Linked DNA regions of Gossypium hirsutum: region 2 is linked to region 1. The links are chromatin contacts, called in public Hi-C maps. All regions are on one chromosome and are shown on one strand. Each heading gives the region's core, a stretch centred on a gene start, on an enhancer-like site or on the middle of the called end of the contact. The rest is flanking DNA. Distances are from core to core; before and after follow the strand shown. Region 1 overlaps LOC107924207. Region 2 holds the start of LOC107913819 (sodium transporter HKT1).

What was found. Hi-C and Micro-C count contacts between places; a contact is called where the count stands out from the background.
Region 2: a contact with region 1 is called in a Hi-C map of leaf, with 2.0 times the contacts expected there. The contact joins the promoter of LOC107913819 here to the enhancer-like site in region 1. A contact is called at or near these places in 3 of 34 Hi-C or Micro-C datasets (all in leaf).

What each region holds. Positions count from the first base shown.
Region 1 is chrA08:22,803,013-22,810,862 of Gossypium_hirsutum_v2.1, forward strand. LOC107924207 reads left to right here. Exons shown (of 5, transcript XM_016854580.2): 1 at 1-184; 2 at 544-650; 3 at 1,066-1,242; 4 at 1,587-3,463; 5 at 3,928-4,167. The coding sequence starts at 21. The coding sequence ends at 4,077. Among protein-coding and RNA genes, the nearest start is that of LOC107924207, 4.3 kb to the left of the region's middle. Within about 2 kb of position 4,484, at least 4 of the 9 cell types and tissues checked have an H3K27ac peak or open chromatin away from gene starts, as enhancers often do. A contact at or near this core is called in leaf, where this site is marked.
Region 2 is chrA08:23,060,163-23,068,012 of Gossypium_hirsutum_v2.1, forward strand. It overlaps LOC107913819 (sodium transporter HKT1), which reads right to left and starts at 3,624. Exons shown (of 3, transcript XM_016842505.2): 1 at 2,207-3,624; 2 at 774-1,001. The coding sequence starts at 3,438.

The sequences.
Region 1 (7,850 bases), core at 3,234-5,733:
GGTTGTTTACGAAAAAGAACATGAGCAAAGAGATTGTAAAGGAAGAAGCGCCTTCGTCGTCCCCTGTTGTTTCGGGTAGCTTTGCTTCTCTGAGAAGCGTCCGATGGCGTATTAGTCTCGGTATTTTGCCTTCTTCTTCTTCAGTTGATGATCTTCGCAGGGTAACTGCCGATTCTCGCCGAAGGTGATTTTTTTTCCTTGATAAATATTCTAGTATTTTATTTATTTTTGGTTTTCTTTCCTTGTAAAGATTACCAGATTTTTTTATTATTATTTAATTTTAAATCCGGAACTTTTTTTTAACTCCTATTTTGATTTTTTTGTACAACACTCGAGCTGATTCTAGGTTAAAATTTACCCCCCAAAAAGAGAGAAGACAACTGTCTTTCTTTTTTTCTATTCCTATAACTTTTTTTTTCTTGTTCAAATTAGTTCTAAATTTTGCTCATTAAATTGCAATTGATTTTTTTTTCGTTTTTCATTTTTTTTGGAGTTAAAAACCAACAGTTATGGCCTCAAATCTCTGGTTTTATTGTAATTTAGATATGCTGGGTTGAGAAGGTGGCTGCTAGTGGATCCACATGTTCCAAAGGATGGAAGAAGTAAATCCCCTGATCTTGTCATGGACAATCCACTCTCTCAAAACCCAGGTAATTGCCAATGGTTCTTATTATTTTTCTTCATTATATTGGTTACCTATTTGTATTGTTGATTCATCAGTTTTTGTTTTGATAAGTAGTGCTATGTTTACCTCGCTATCTTATCTTGATTCACGTTGAACTTATGTAGAAAGTGTTTATGGGTCCAATGTTCGTTTCAGTTCCACAAAAAGGAGGCAAATCTCTTTGCCTCCTTTTCCAACCCATCCTGGTTGGTTGGTTGGTTTTGAAGCCAGGACTTGGAACTCGTCTTTGTCAATGGAAAATGTTCCATTAAACTCTCCAATACTTTAGGAATATTCTTCTTTGAGAAACTTAATGTTTTTTCATCATAATATACTCCCCTTTCTTTTAAAACTCTTTGTTGCTTGATCTTTACTGAAACAATATATAATTCTTAATGCAGACAGCACCTGGGGGCGATTCTTTCGGAATGCTGAGCTGGAAAAAATGGTTGACCACGATTTATCACGATTATATCCAGAACATGGAAGCTACTTCCAGACTCCTGGATGCCAGGGAATGCTGAGAAGAATATTGTTGTTGTGGTGCCTTAGGCATCCAGAGTATGGTTATAGACAAGGTTTTTTCCTAAGCACTTTTCCAGCATATTTATTAGTTTCTGTTCCTTCACATTTTAGATTTTGCAAGATTAAATCAGCAATGTGTTGCTGCCCTAATTATTGAGTGTTTTCTAGTACCTGAATCACTGCTTTTCATGGTAAGACATAAAAGTAACATGCTTGCCTTTACCTTAGGTGAAAGCCAGTTGGACTTGATAATGCAAATTTCTTTTTGTGGTCTGCAACGAAAAAGCCATTGGAAATTGTGTCACAATAAAGTCAACTAACTAGTAGTTCTTGCTATTTTATTATCCGAATCATCAAGCTGGCTCTTCATCTGTTTCTCTTTCCTGCTTGTTTGTAGGAATGCATGAACTCTTGGCACCTCTTCTGTATGTTCTTCATGTCGATGTTGAGCGTCTTTCGGAAGTGCGAAAGCTACATGAACACCATTTCATTGACAAATTTGATGGATTGTCATTTGAAGAAAATGATGTTACATACAATTTTGATTTTAAGAAGTTTTTAGATTCTATGGAAGATGAGATTGGATCTCAAGGTAATTCAAAGAAAGCTAGGAGTCTTGATGAGCTTGATCCTGAGATACAGACCATTGTATTGCTAAGTGATACTTATGGAGCTGAAGGTGAACTTGGTATTGTCTTGTCTGAGAAATTTACTGAACATGATGCCTACTGTATGTTTGAGGCTCTGATGAGTGGGGCTCATGGTTCAGTTGCTATGGCAGATTTCTTTTCTCCCATTCCTGCTGCTCAGTCCCAGAGTGGCTTGCCCCCTGTCATTGAAGCCTCAGCTGCATTATACCATTTACTGTCAATTGTTGATTCTTCCCTGCATAGCCATCTCGTCGAGCTTGGTGTTGAACCCCAGTATTTTGCACTTCGCTGGTTGCGGGTTTTATTTGGACGGGAGTTTTCACTTCAAGATCTCTTAGTTGTATGGGATGAGATCTTCACGGCAGATAATAGCCCACTTGAAAAAGACTCTGGAAATGATGAGAATTCCAGTTTTAAAATGTTCAATTCATGCCGTGGAGCATTAATAACTGCTATGGCAGTCTCTATGATACTTTATGTGAGATCTTCCCTGCTTGCCACTGAAAATGCAACAACTTGTCTTCAGAGACTCTTGAACTTGCCGGAGACTATAAATCTGAGAAAACTTATAGCGAAGGCGAAGCCACTGCAAATTCTTGCATTGGATTCTAAAATTTCACCTTTGTCATCTATATTTGATGGTTCTTATAACCGTAGCAAATCTGCAGTTAGTGGTTACAATCTTTCATCTCATCCAGTTTCTCCAAAAACTCCTCTATCTCTTGTGCCCGACAGTTACTGGGAAGAAAAGTGGAGAGTACTGCATAAGGCAGAGGAACTAAAGCAAGATAGTTTAGACAAACTATCTCCAAGTGGGAAAAAAAGATGGTCGGAAAAAGTAAAGCTGGTGCTATCTAGAACTGAATCTGATCCATCGCCTGCAAGAGCAGAGAAATACAAAAAGGGCCATAAGTCATCTGTTAGGCGTAGTTTGCTTGATGATTTGACTCGGCAACTTGGCTTGGAGGAAGAAGATACCGAAAAGGGAGGCTGTTCTGATGCTTCCAACTTAGGAGATCATCATTCTACAGAAGCTCAGGTAGAGGGGCAGCAAAATGATACTAACATAGGTTCAATTTACAGAGCTGAGGAAAGATGTGAGTGTGGAAGTGGAACTGTTGTCAGTGAAGAAAACTCCTCTATTTTTTCTGACCCTTTAAGTTCTGGAAGTGGTACTAATGACCATGAAAATGACACAGAAAAAAGTAGCTTTGCATCGAATTTATCGTCAGATGAAAATGATGATCACCACCAAAGTAACCCTGAAGATTCACCTCTTCCAGTTTCCTCTCCTCCTCCTGAAGGTGTCCCTTTAAATTCTCCACATGAGAATGAATCTTCAGGGAAGCTGGTCTCAGCCATGAAAGAAAGAAGACATCTCTCAGGTAGATTTCAGTGGCTTTTTAGGTTTGGACGAAACAATGTCAGTCAGGAGGCATCGGATAAAGGAGGTACCAATGAGACTGCAAAATCTCTAAATCGTGATAGCAAGAGCAATACAGCAGACTCATCAGTTGCTGGTGCTTCTCGTAATTCATCTCTTGCCAGCCAAAGAGATGTTGTGGACCAGAATGTAATGGGAACATTGAAGAATCTGGGGCAGTCTATGCTTGAACACATTCAGGTAATATTTTGGTTGTTGTAATTGTGCAGAGCTTCAAACTAATGTGGATAATACTTTTGTTGTTGAACAAAACAGTCTAGTTTTGTCTATTTTTCATGCTTTCCTGAATAGTGTGTGTTTGGATTACATGTGAAGAAAGCTGTATACAACTTGATCTATAGTCTTGTGAAGATTTGTAGATGGGTTTCGTAGATTCACGCTGTATGCCTAATTAACCTAGAAATTGAAAAGGATTGTGGGATTTAGGGGTAATAGCCATCCTCAATGGTATTAAATGATGTTGGTAGTTTCTTCTGTATGTACTTATGTTATAGATCCCTCCCTTTTCATGTTACACTTGTTTTCATTTTAGGCGTTCTTGGCCTTTCTGCTAGTTTATAGGTTAGGGTAAATGATCAGGATGTTTAATATGTAAAAGATATTGTTGATTGACTTCCTTTGCATATTGAAATCAACATTTGCAGGTTCTTGAGTCTGTTTTCCAGCAAGATCGAGTTCAAGTGGGATCAGTGGACAACTTGGGTAAAAGCAATCTAGTTGGCAAAGGACAAGTTACAGCAATGACAGCTCTGAAAGAGCTTCGGAAGATCAGCAACCTTTTGTCAGAGATGTGAGATTTGTTGTTCTACTTATAAAATCTGTATATACATTTTGTAGTTACATTGGTTTTTTAAATGCAAATAATAAAATGATTTTTGTTGGTATTTTTACCTTTACTAGTGAGGTTAGGTTGGTTGTAGGGTTTGCCAAACCGATGACTTGTAACCCTTATAGAATCATCCTCTTTTCATTCATCCTTGTCTGGTTATAGCTCAAGTTGTCATATACACATGGTTAGTGAGATATGAACAGCCCAATTAGCCATCGCAAACCACAGATGAGGGTGCAAAAATCTTGTTTTTGTTGGTTGGTTGGTTTAGGGATGGAATGCTTTTGAGATTCATATTGTTTGACAATGACAGACAATGTTAAGGCTCCCATTTATAGCCGGATAGGAGGCCCGCATTTGATGGAGATGGTTGATTGAGAGCCTCTGACGGAATGGTAGGGTTGTCTGAGGTTGAAGATGTATGTAGACTAATACGTTAAATATGGTGGCTGTCTTGTTTCTCCCTTCAGGGTGGTTATGCTAAGATCATTCTTGCACTCCCAAAATTTCGGGAAATTTTTTAAAATTTTAATTAGTTTCCTCTAAAATCTGTTGAAATTGTTGACAATTTTAATTACTTCCAAAATTTAATATCAAAGTCCGCTGCTTTCTTGACTATGTATTATAAGGCTTTAGCTATCTTTGTCACAAGGGGTTCTCAACACATGTATTGTGATGTGATTGGCAAGAGTTCAGTAATCTATTGTGGATCCTATTGGCGAGAGCTTAAGATGTCATGAGTTAAATAGATTCAGCTCAATTAAATGTCTGTTATTTGAATAAATTCAAAGGATTTTTAGACAAGTGATGAATTTTATTATCCAAAAAGAAGTTGAATTCTGATGCAAAGTACAAAACAATAAAAAAACAAGTGAACAAATCAATACACTACCCCAAACACTCTATAATATCCCAATCCCTACAAAGTTGAAAATTAGCAACATCAACCCTATTGATCAATTTCCTTTTAAGTCAACGCCTTACAAGATCCTATATATGATGTTAAAAAAACTTGCTCATTGTTACTCAAATTTTGAAATTGCCTTGGGTCCCTCCTTCAAGATGAAATAAATGTAAGCATTCCAACCAATTTTCAAAATCAAGATAGTTAGAGATCTCCCCTTAAGCTTGAAGCAAGCCCAAGACATCTTATGATGCCGACCAAGTACCTGTTTTTCAATCTTGCATAATCTGAGTATAGATTCCCAAATTCTCTTTGAAACAGAACATTCAATGAATGCATGATTTCTACTTTCTATTTTTATCCCACAAACAAGCATTTTTCATTAGTTACCGTCCCTCTTCTAATAAGATGATCTTTAGTTGGAAGTCTATCCAATAATGTCATCCATGTAACCAAAGAATGCTTAGGTATGGGCAATGGAAACCATCCGAAGCTATGCCAACTAACTTTATCTCTTTGAGACCTAAGCTTAACCCAGATTTTAGAGACATTCGGATCCTCCTAACTACGAGAAAAAGAGCCCAAAAAGGAAGAAGCTTTACTCCTAAGCTTCAAAATCTTCCTCCAAATTCAACTAGCCGTAGACTTAAGACTGTCATTCCAAAAATCAACACCCTTCAAGATATATTCTTTAAGCCAGACAATCTAAATGGATTCCTCTCTTGCCAAAATACATCGAATAAGCTTCAAAATGCAAGCCCTGTTCCAACATTCAAGTTCCTTTATCCCTAAGCCTCCTTCAGACTTTAAACAACAAACTTGATCCCAATTGACTCTAGCACATGCAGCTGCAATATCATTCCCCTTCCTAAAGAATCTAATGCATAACTGGTTTATCTTTTTAGTCACTGATTTAGGCAATATGAAATGCCTACACCAAAATTTTTGAATGCTAAAAATTTCTAGACGACCAACAAAACTCAGTAGGTTTGCTACCCAACATGAAATTCTAGTTTTTATTTTCTCAAGCAATGGAGAACAATCAGTCTCAATTAATCTTCTAGTGGCTTAAGGTATTCCTAAATACCTTACAAGGAGTCTACCAAGTTTAAACCTAGTGATATCTTTAATCTCCTCCGGTGTTCCTCCATCCGTACTATCACTTTTAGCTGCATTCAAATGCAATCTAGAAAGCTTGTAAAATTGAGAAAAACACACCAAATACCCACAACAGATCCCAAATTACCTTTCGAAAAGACCAACAGATCATCAACAAAGCATAGATGAGTCAACTTAACTTTATGGCACTTAGGATGATAGTTAAAAATACCATGACAAGCTGCAGCATCCAGTAACTTAGAACGAACATTCATGGACAGAACAAACTAGGGAGACAATGAGTGTTGGAAAATTTCAGTTAAGAAAAGGGTTTTACAGGTATAGTGGAAGATTAAAATTTTTCAAAATCAAGTTAGTTTATGATATTTATAATAATAATTTTTTTATCGAAAAATATCTATATTTTGTGGGAGACGGATTCTGATCCTTTTCAACCGAACCACCTTATTCACTATCCTCGTACCACAAATTGCGCTGAGTGTAAGCTCGAGTAACACAAAACAAACACAAAATAAGAAATTATATAGTTACTTTTAGTAGAAAAGTAATTCTCTCAATAGAAACCGATAAAAATAGTAATTCTTGTTATTTTAATATAATATACACTCTCTCTAAGTAGAGTAGGGGTGGGTGACCCACCCTAGATTTGTCGCCCCTCTTATCTATTATAAGAGAGTTTTAGGCCTTTCATTTATTGAGTGTAATTATATGTGTTTCTTAGACTTTTAATCCAATACTTTATAAGTTAATCCAACCCAATACTTTTTTTTTATTTCAAAAATAAATCTTATTTATTTAATAGTTTAATTAATTATACTAATTAAATAATTTTCTCAACCTAATTATAATTCCATTAAAGTCGTGAAAAATTTACCGTAAAAGAATCTATGAAAAAATATATTTAATTTCATTTTTTAATGAAGTCATAATAACTAATTAATTTAATTCCATTTTCTAACTTTAATTATTTAATTATAATAATTAAATAACAATTCAAAAACTTTAAATTAATTTTGTCATTTCTATACTCAATGAGAAAACGCATTTATTTGTGAGTGTGACTCATTTCTCTAACTCCATTATTTACATTTATTTTTATTCATTTGGTTCTACATGAAATTCATTTTTTGTTTCAATAAACTAGCAAAAGAATCGATTGGGCATAATTAAGGCTTAAATAATTTAAAATTAAGTTCCAGCTTTTCTATAACGACTTGATTTTCAGTGGTACCAGAAAATACAGTTTGGAAATCCTGGAAAATATTAATTTTAATATTTATGTGGATAATATATTGTTACATCAAAGTTTGGTAAAGAACCCTGATAAACCATAAAAGTAACACATTTTGATCCCATGTTTAGCATGTTTTTGGATGATTTATTATTTAATTTAGTGAATTTAATGCTCTTAATCCTTTAATTTCATGTTTTATACTTAGGAGAGCATAGGGGAACAAAAGGAGCAAAAAACAGGCCAAAAACGGACAAAACAGGCTGATTTAAAGATCCACACGGCCAAGACCATTTCCACACGGGCTAAGCACACGCTCGTGTGAGCCACACGGACTAGCCACGCGCCTATGTGGTAGCTCGTGTCGATATCGCTCCTTATTTCTCAAACATGAGGAAAAAGCTAATTTTTAGGGTTTCGAGTATTCTAAAGTCTATATAAACACAATAGAAGAAGACCTAAAGGGGGGCGCACGGAGTAGAAA
Region 2 (7,850 bases), core at 2,374-4,873, 260 kb after region 1:
CATCCATCTTCTTCTTCTTTGTCAACATAATTACAATGTGATGAAAGGTGGTAGCCTTCAACCCACCATTCTCATCATCGTCTAAGACGCACGACGATTCTTCAATCCTTTCGATCTTATAGAGACATGCAATTTGTAAATTGAACGCGTGGTTGCGCATGAGGCCTTTGTCTAAACGAGATAAAGGGACGAAGATCGAGAGAGAGTATTCCGTATTGATGATGAAGTTGAAGGTTTTGATGGTGTTGAAGGACCCGTCTCTCGCGCTCTTGTTGAGGAGATAGCCTACAGTCGCCGGCTTTATTAACCCATTTGTAGTAGTCGGCCGATGTGGGGTCGTCGGGTCGATCGGGCCGGGATTAAAGAGAAGCGTGTGAAAAAGAAGCGGAGGATAACTTGGGGATAAGGGGATTGAATGTTGAGATTTTCGGAGAATGGACATGTTACTACATATCAAAGTTGAAAAAAAAATAAAGACTTGGGTGTTGGATTTTTTTATATATAAATGATAGATGTAAGAAATTAAAGGTTTATGGCTTACGTAAAAACCGAGAAGAGAAAGAAGAAGAGTATTGTAAATGGAAGGCAGCGAGGAGCGAGGAACTGTCTGAATATCAGTAACAGACTGGAGAAGATTATGTTGGTAACATAGAAAAGGAATTAGAAGAGGTATTACTGTAATTTCAATTACAATATCTACAACTCTTCTCCTATTCTCTATCTTTTATTTTAAAAAATGGTATAGAAAACCTAAATTAGAAGAGGCAATTTACCTTACGACTTCTATGGTGATGTTTAACACATTGAAGTTGAGGGGATCTTCCTTCAATTTTTGTCTTTCGGAGATGCAAATTAGGATGATGAAGATGGCCAAGTATGAGAGTTGAGAGAACAAAACACAGTCCAAAATGCTCTTCCCTGCTGATTCATTTTGACTTCCTTTCTCTATTTCCTTTTTCTGATATTTTGTTGGTATAAAGGAAGTATAAGGAGGGAGATACCTGAAAAATAAAGAATGAAATATATATATCCCCTAAATCAAATTACATTTATTCATATATGTTATATTATTATAAATTAATACAAAAATCGAACATAAAATCATAATAATACGTTCAATTATGTAACTTGAATTATTTTTACTTATACAATGATGACGTATGTGTAACAAAGTTAATCGTATATGATAGAATAGATGGCGGAAATGTGAGGCTGGAGATATTGAACAGCTAAATACACAAAAGAAAAACTTCTATATACAGAATTTGTGGGGTCAGAATACTCAAAACCCACTTCAAAAGTTAAACGAGGCAAGTGCTAAACCCCATTTGTTTTCACTATATTATCAACCAAAATGGATGGAATGACATCAAACACCAAAACATGTACGCATATCTTTAAAATATAAATTCAACTATTTTTCTATAAATAATATAATTATTTGTATATGTAATAAGTAAATATAAAATAGTATTACTTTTGTAGTTTTTAAAAATTAAATTAAATTAATAGTAAAACAAAAAATAGTAAATTAAAATAAGGTGGAAATTTCTAAATTGATTTATAATTAATAATATTGGCAGATTTAATTTTAATCTCATGAATTTTAAAAATACCACCGAAGCACAATAAATTGAAGAATAATTTTTTTTTCAAAAGTATAAAAAAAAATCTTCTATTTATTTTTACCAAATCATAAGATCCATCGTCTTCCCTTCTTAATTTATTCTTTTTGGCTTTTTTAAGGTATCAATCGGATCGAGCTTATTGATTAATCCTTCACATTTTGTAGATCCTTAGTAAATGTTTATTATGAATTTTAAAATTGTTTCATAGTCACCGCAAATATTGAACCCGCATATTAAAATACCCTTTTTAATTTTAAATTAAAAAAATTAGGAAAATTTCTGAAATAAGAAATATGAGTAGGCATTAATTCCTTTCGATAAAATGGGAGAATTATGGGAGTGGGTAAAAGTAGTCAAAAGGTAATAATATACATATTCCCTAAAAACAATGATCAAAAGGAATATATATGTTCTCTAGATAAGAAGAATATGAAGATGAGGTTGATGTGGGGTAAGGGTGCATAGTGGATGTGGTTAGCTAGCGAGTTGTCACGGAATTTTGTTGAAGAATATACACCAAGTAATTAAAAAAGAGAGAGAGAGAGATAAAAACGGACTAGAGAGAGAGAGAGACTCACATCATAACAACAAAGAGCACCAAGATTGCTGAGGAGATGGTGGAAAGATCAACTACCGATTCACCAGCATACCTTGAGTTAACCACCTGAAACAGCGAGCCCACAACTTTCTGATATGAACTAAAACCATCCATGGTTTCTGAATTCCATTCCATTGAGCAGAAGAGAATAAACTGAACTAATGTCAACCCAAAAACAGTGGCAGCAAGAAAACAAGAATGAACGCTTGACAGTAAATGACTATAACCCATCTCCTTCCAGTTCTTCAGGATGTAACTGAACTCCACCTTTTTTGTCATTTTGTCAAAAACCCATATCAAGGCTCGTAGGCAAGCTGGATAAAGAGTGTTCCCAATAAGAATTTGTGGAATTAGCAGCAACAGAAGACCCGAATTCTTCTTGAAGACTATCATGTTTTCATTTGTTGGAACAAACCCACAGTTTGCGAACGTAGAAACGACAGTGAAGAAAGAAAATGTTCGTATATCAATACCTTTGGTTTTCAGTGTTTTTCTGGCGCTTGAAACCAGGCTTACATACATAGAAACTAGACTAGAACCAACTGCGTGGACTACTAAAAGATACCCGAAAACCAGATACCCCAAACACCTAGTGGCCTTATACTTGAGACTCTTAATATCGGAAGTCAAGTTTTTGTTACTTTCTAAGTCATTGATAGGTTTCTCATTCGCTAAGGCTGAAAAAGTAATCCTACCCAACTCCACTTCCTGGGCAATGTTTTTTGAGGTCAAGCTGTAGTCTGATTGGAGGCCCCTATTGCTAATAGAATTTACAATGTCCCCATCGAAACTTGGAGGTGTTTCAAACCTGAACCTCCCCAACAGAAGTCCAAGCATGGAAGTGAAGACCTCCCCACCTACCAGCATCAGAATAGTTATAATAATAAGTTGGGTATTGGAAAAAACCTCCATTTCTACAGTCGACATGCTTGAAACCGTTGTTGCTGATACAGAAGTGAAGAACACGTCTATGCTTTTAGGACTAACTGAGCCGGATTTTGGCTTTGACATTTTCAATGCCCCGAAGCCAACCAAAGACAGGACTATGAAATAAGCAAGCTGAACCCAGAAAGGGTTCACTCTAAAGACCAAGAAACGGAAACAAGTGGATATCAAACCACGATAGGATTGGTTGAAGCATGATAGTTTGGAGCGTGAAGTGCTACTAAAATGCTCCAATTTTCTACCGAAGCAGATAATAGTGTTACTCATCTTTATTACGAAGAAAGTTGTATGATAACATATTGACCTTTGAGCAGTAGGGGTATATATACAGAGGGGCAGAGAGGAGCTCTTGTCCAACTTAGTGGGATTTCCCAAGAGAAACAAATAAAAAAACCTTGGTGAGATTTTCAAAGAGAAATAAAAAAAAAAAAAACTTAGTGGGATTTCCCTGCACATGTGACAAATCAACTTAACTATATATAATTGGTTAAATGTTTTAAATAATCCCTGTAAGTTCTTTCAGATTTGATTCATTCACTATAGTTTGAACAATTTTAATCCTTGTATTAATTGAAAATCCTTTACGAACTTTCACCGTTTGTACCGTTAAACAACATGACATGGCATTATCTGTAATTAAGTGGCTTTAGAGTGTCATGTACTCTGTGTACAGGTCGGTATTTATGATTGCCACGTAGTATAATCACCCAAAACAGGGAAGAAAATGAAGAAAAGAGGGTTATATTATATGAAATGAAAAGAATGTTTCATCCATGCTTCCTCGATTTCAGCGTATATTCCCCTAAACCCATACTTCGGCTTCTCTTCAATTCCTTTTTGTGTTGAAATTTTCTTCTTTCATTGCTATGATAATTTCCTATCGTTTAGATGTTTTGGGTCAGCTTCAAGCAACGAACCTCCAACACAATTTCATTTTCATTTCTTTACTGTTTCCCTGCCCAGAAGTATTAGAGGATGAGGGTTTTCGTTTTCTTTTATTTTTGGTTGAAATACGTGGCAATAATACATGCTTAGGTGTACAAGCCATGTCAAACACCTTAAATTCTCTATTTAAAATAGTGCCATGTTAGGTTACTCAACGTCTTTAGTTTAGGATTGAAATTTTGATTGTTGAATAGCAGAGGGACTAAATATGTTGAAATTATAGTAAAGTGATCAAATTCACAAGAAATATAACAGTATAGGGACTGCTTACAGAATTTAACCTTTTTCTTTCGGTGATCTTCATTTAATTTGGTTTTATTATTCTAATAATATGGCCAGCATTTTATGCAGGCGCAACGGTTATAATAAATTACATTATCTACACTAAGGAGTAGAATATAACCATTTGATTAAAAATCATTTTAATAACTCTTTCCTCCAATTTTGTGAGCATTGGGGTATGTCTCTCTTTTTTAATAATAATAATAATAATAATAATAATAATAATAATAATAATAAAAGCCAACCGTATAATATCACTTTTTATTTATTATTCTGACTAGGGGCTGCGCCATGGAGGTAAAGGCTGCTCCGGAAAACTAAATACTAAATTTACTCCATATGGTATTTAAAAATGTTGTTTTATTTTTATTAAAAATTCATATATATATTTTTTAATTTAAAAACATGTTGGATGAGTAAAGATATTTGTTTTCTATAATTTATAATATATGTAAAAGTACGAGTTTGGAAAAAGATTTGGAATGGATAAGAATATCTTTAATGTTATTTTAATTACTAATATGACACTAAATACATAGGTTTTATTAATAATAGAGATTTTATTCATTTTAACTATACAATTAATAAACAAGAACAAATACGAATTTATTGTGAGCAAAGAAAAAAAAAACAATATCCTCTCACTCTACCCTAAACTCTCTATGTGGCTATTGCCTTCCCTCCCTAACTTTATGGAACTCTCAGGAGGGCTAGCCACTAAGAACTAACAACAGTAGTAATGTTTGGGTGCTATAGCCAATAGCCCCCTCACTGATTTTCATAGTTGGAACAAGTCCTGATATCTAAAATTCGGTTGTAGCTAGGGTAACGAAAAAGGTTAGATAAAGAATGTAAAGCTTTTGGGTAGGAAAATTGCCTTCAATGCACTGCTAAATAGGATCACAATACTATGGAAAACAAATTTTCCATTCCAATTAATGGGTTTGGAAAATGATTATTATTTGGTTCAATTTAGTGAAGAGGATGACTATAATAAAGTGCTAACAAATGGACCTTGGGTGATATTTGGTCAGTATCTGACGATTCGTCCTTGTACATCGAATTTTTTGACGACTCAGGATAGGGGGGAATCCAAGTGGTATGGATCTGGTTGTTGGGACTTTCTGAAAGTTACTATTCACCTTGTATTCTCCAAGTTATTAGACAAGTGATTAGTTCGGTGGTTATGATTGATGAACACACTTATTTCGTTAGATTAGCCATTTGTGTTGATTTAAGAAAGTCGTTGATCTCTAAAGTTAGGATTAATGGTCATATTCAGAGGGTTGAATACGAGTCGTTACCCTATGTCTATTTCAAATGTGGTCTGTATGGATATGGGTCTGATTTAAGCTAGAAAGGTTGTGCCTATTCACTAATGGAAGATAATCTCATCAATATGGCAATGCCGAAAAAACTTGGTTCTCAAGATCTAAATCAGCGAGTTGAAGAGGAGGACTACGGACTTTGGATGTTAGTTGAATGTCGGCAATGGCGTAATGGCAGAAGCTTGGGGGTTAAGGTAAACGACATTCAAGGTAGACAAAATGGAGGATCTAGATTTAAGGCTCTGGGTGGGAATCAAGGCAGATCTTAGGAGGTTGGTTTAAACACATAAAGTGAACCCACCGTTGGTAAAGAAATTTCTAATGATAAAGAATTCTCTAATGGTACTGATAAGGAGAAAACCCTAAAATAAGTGTTTCTTAGTTACGAAACAAGTTAAAGCCCAAAGTTAAAGGAGTTTTAATTGGTTCTATAACAACTCGTTTTTCAATGGTATCAAAAATAGTAGTTTCAGTGTGTAACAGCCCGATTTTAGGCCTAGTCAAGTGGTTTCGAGACCACGGATCCGACATAGAAAAATTTATTTTTATTACATTTTAATGGTCTAAAATTTTACAAAATGATTTCATGAAAATTTCGTTCGAAAATTTTGACGTTTGAGTACTCAATATAGCAAAAAAAGTGTAAAAGTTGAGTTCTACATGCTAGAGGTGTCAAATTGTTATGAAATTTTAAATTGAAGGTCTTTAGACGATAATTAAACCATTTTAATTTAACTTGGACAAAAATAGACATGAGGTAAGAGAATTTTAGTGTTTTGAGAAAATGGCATTTTGGTCATTTGGTAATTAAATGAATTAAAAACCAAAAATCAAGCCAAAATTTAGTCCATCTTATTCATGCTTGGCTGAAATTTTCAAGGGAGACATATCTAGGGTTTTCCCACTTTTCAAGCTCGATTGTAAGTCCATTCTTGCCTCGTTTTTAATGATTTTTATAATTTTGAAATCCTTGTAACCTAATCTATCTATTTCTACCATTAATTTGGGAGGTCATTGAGGTCTAGGGTTTGACCCATGTAAGATATTTGTGTATTTTGATGTCTAATGGTAGAGTATGCAAGTTTAATGCTAGATCAACAACTTTTACTAGGTGATTTTTGATGAAAATATTAGAAGGACCAATTTGTAAAAAGATTTCAAAATGTGTATAAAAGTGTGATTAAATGGAAAATTTGAGCTATTATAAGCATTAAAGAGGTTCAGATAGGCTTGGGTCTTGATGAAATTGAATAGATTTCATTTTACAAGCCTAGGGCTAAAATGTAAATATGTCAAAGTTTAGAGGCAAAAATATAAGTTTTGGATTGAATTGAGTAATGTGATTAATAAATGAGTTAAATTTGTCATTATAGATTAAGAGAAACGAGGTTCAAACCTAGATCAGGGGAAAAACAAAGTATTTGACGATTAGGTTCATTTCCTACTATTTTTGTACCGAGGTAAGTTCTTATGTAAATAATGCATTGTTATTTATACTTTAATTACTTTAATATTGTATGAATTGTGATTTGCTCTTGAACATGATCGAAAAAGTTTGATAAGTGAGAAATTCCGGTTGAACCTTAAGAATAGATAGGATACAAATGTCATGACATTAAGGTTACCAAGACTATGTGTAAGACCATATCTGGGATATGACATCATTATGAGATTTCATGTAAGACCATATCTGGGATATGGCATCGATATGAGACTTCATTTAAGACCATAGTTGGGCTATTGGCATCGAAACGAGATCCTATATAAGACCATATCTAGGATATGACATTGGTGTGGTACTATGCGTGCGAGATACCCGAGTATCCTTTAGTATTCCAAGTGGTTCAATAGGAAATGGAACGAGAATGTCAACGTTGTGAAAAACTATGGTATGTTGTAAATTGGTACAGGTATGTACATAAAACTCATACTTAATGAGCTTGATATGAGATGAATCCCTCGGTAAGGTTGTGATTGAGTAAGTTGGATTGTGAGATTTATAGTGACATTTAAGTTAACTTACTTCAAGTTAATTGTATGTTACATGTGAATTTATAATGCTTATTATTTGCATGGGAACTTAATAAGATTTAAAGCTTACTCCTCTTTATTTTCCCTTATCTT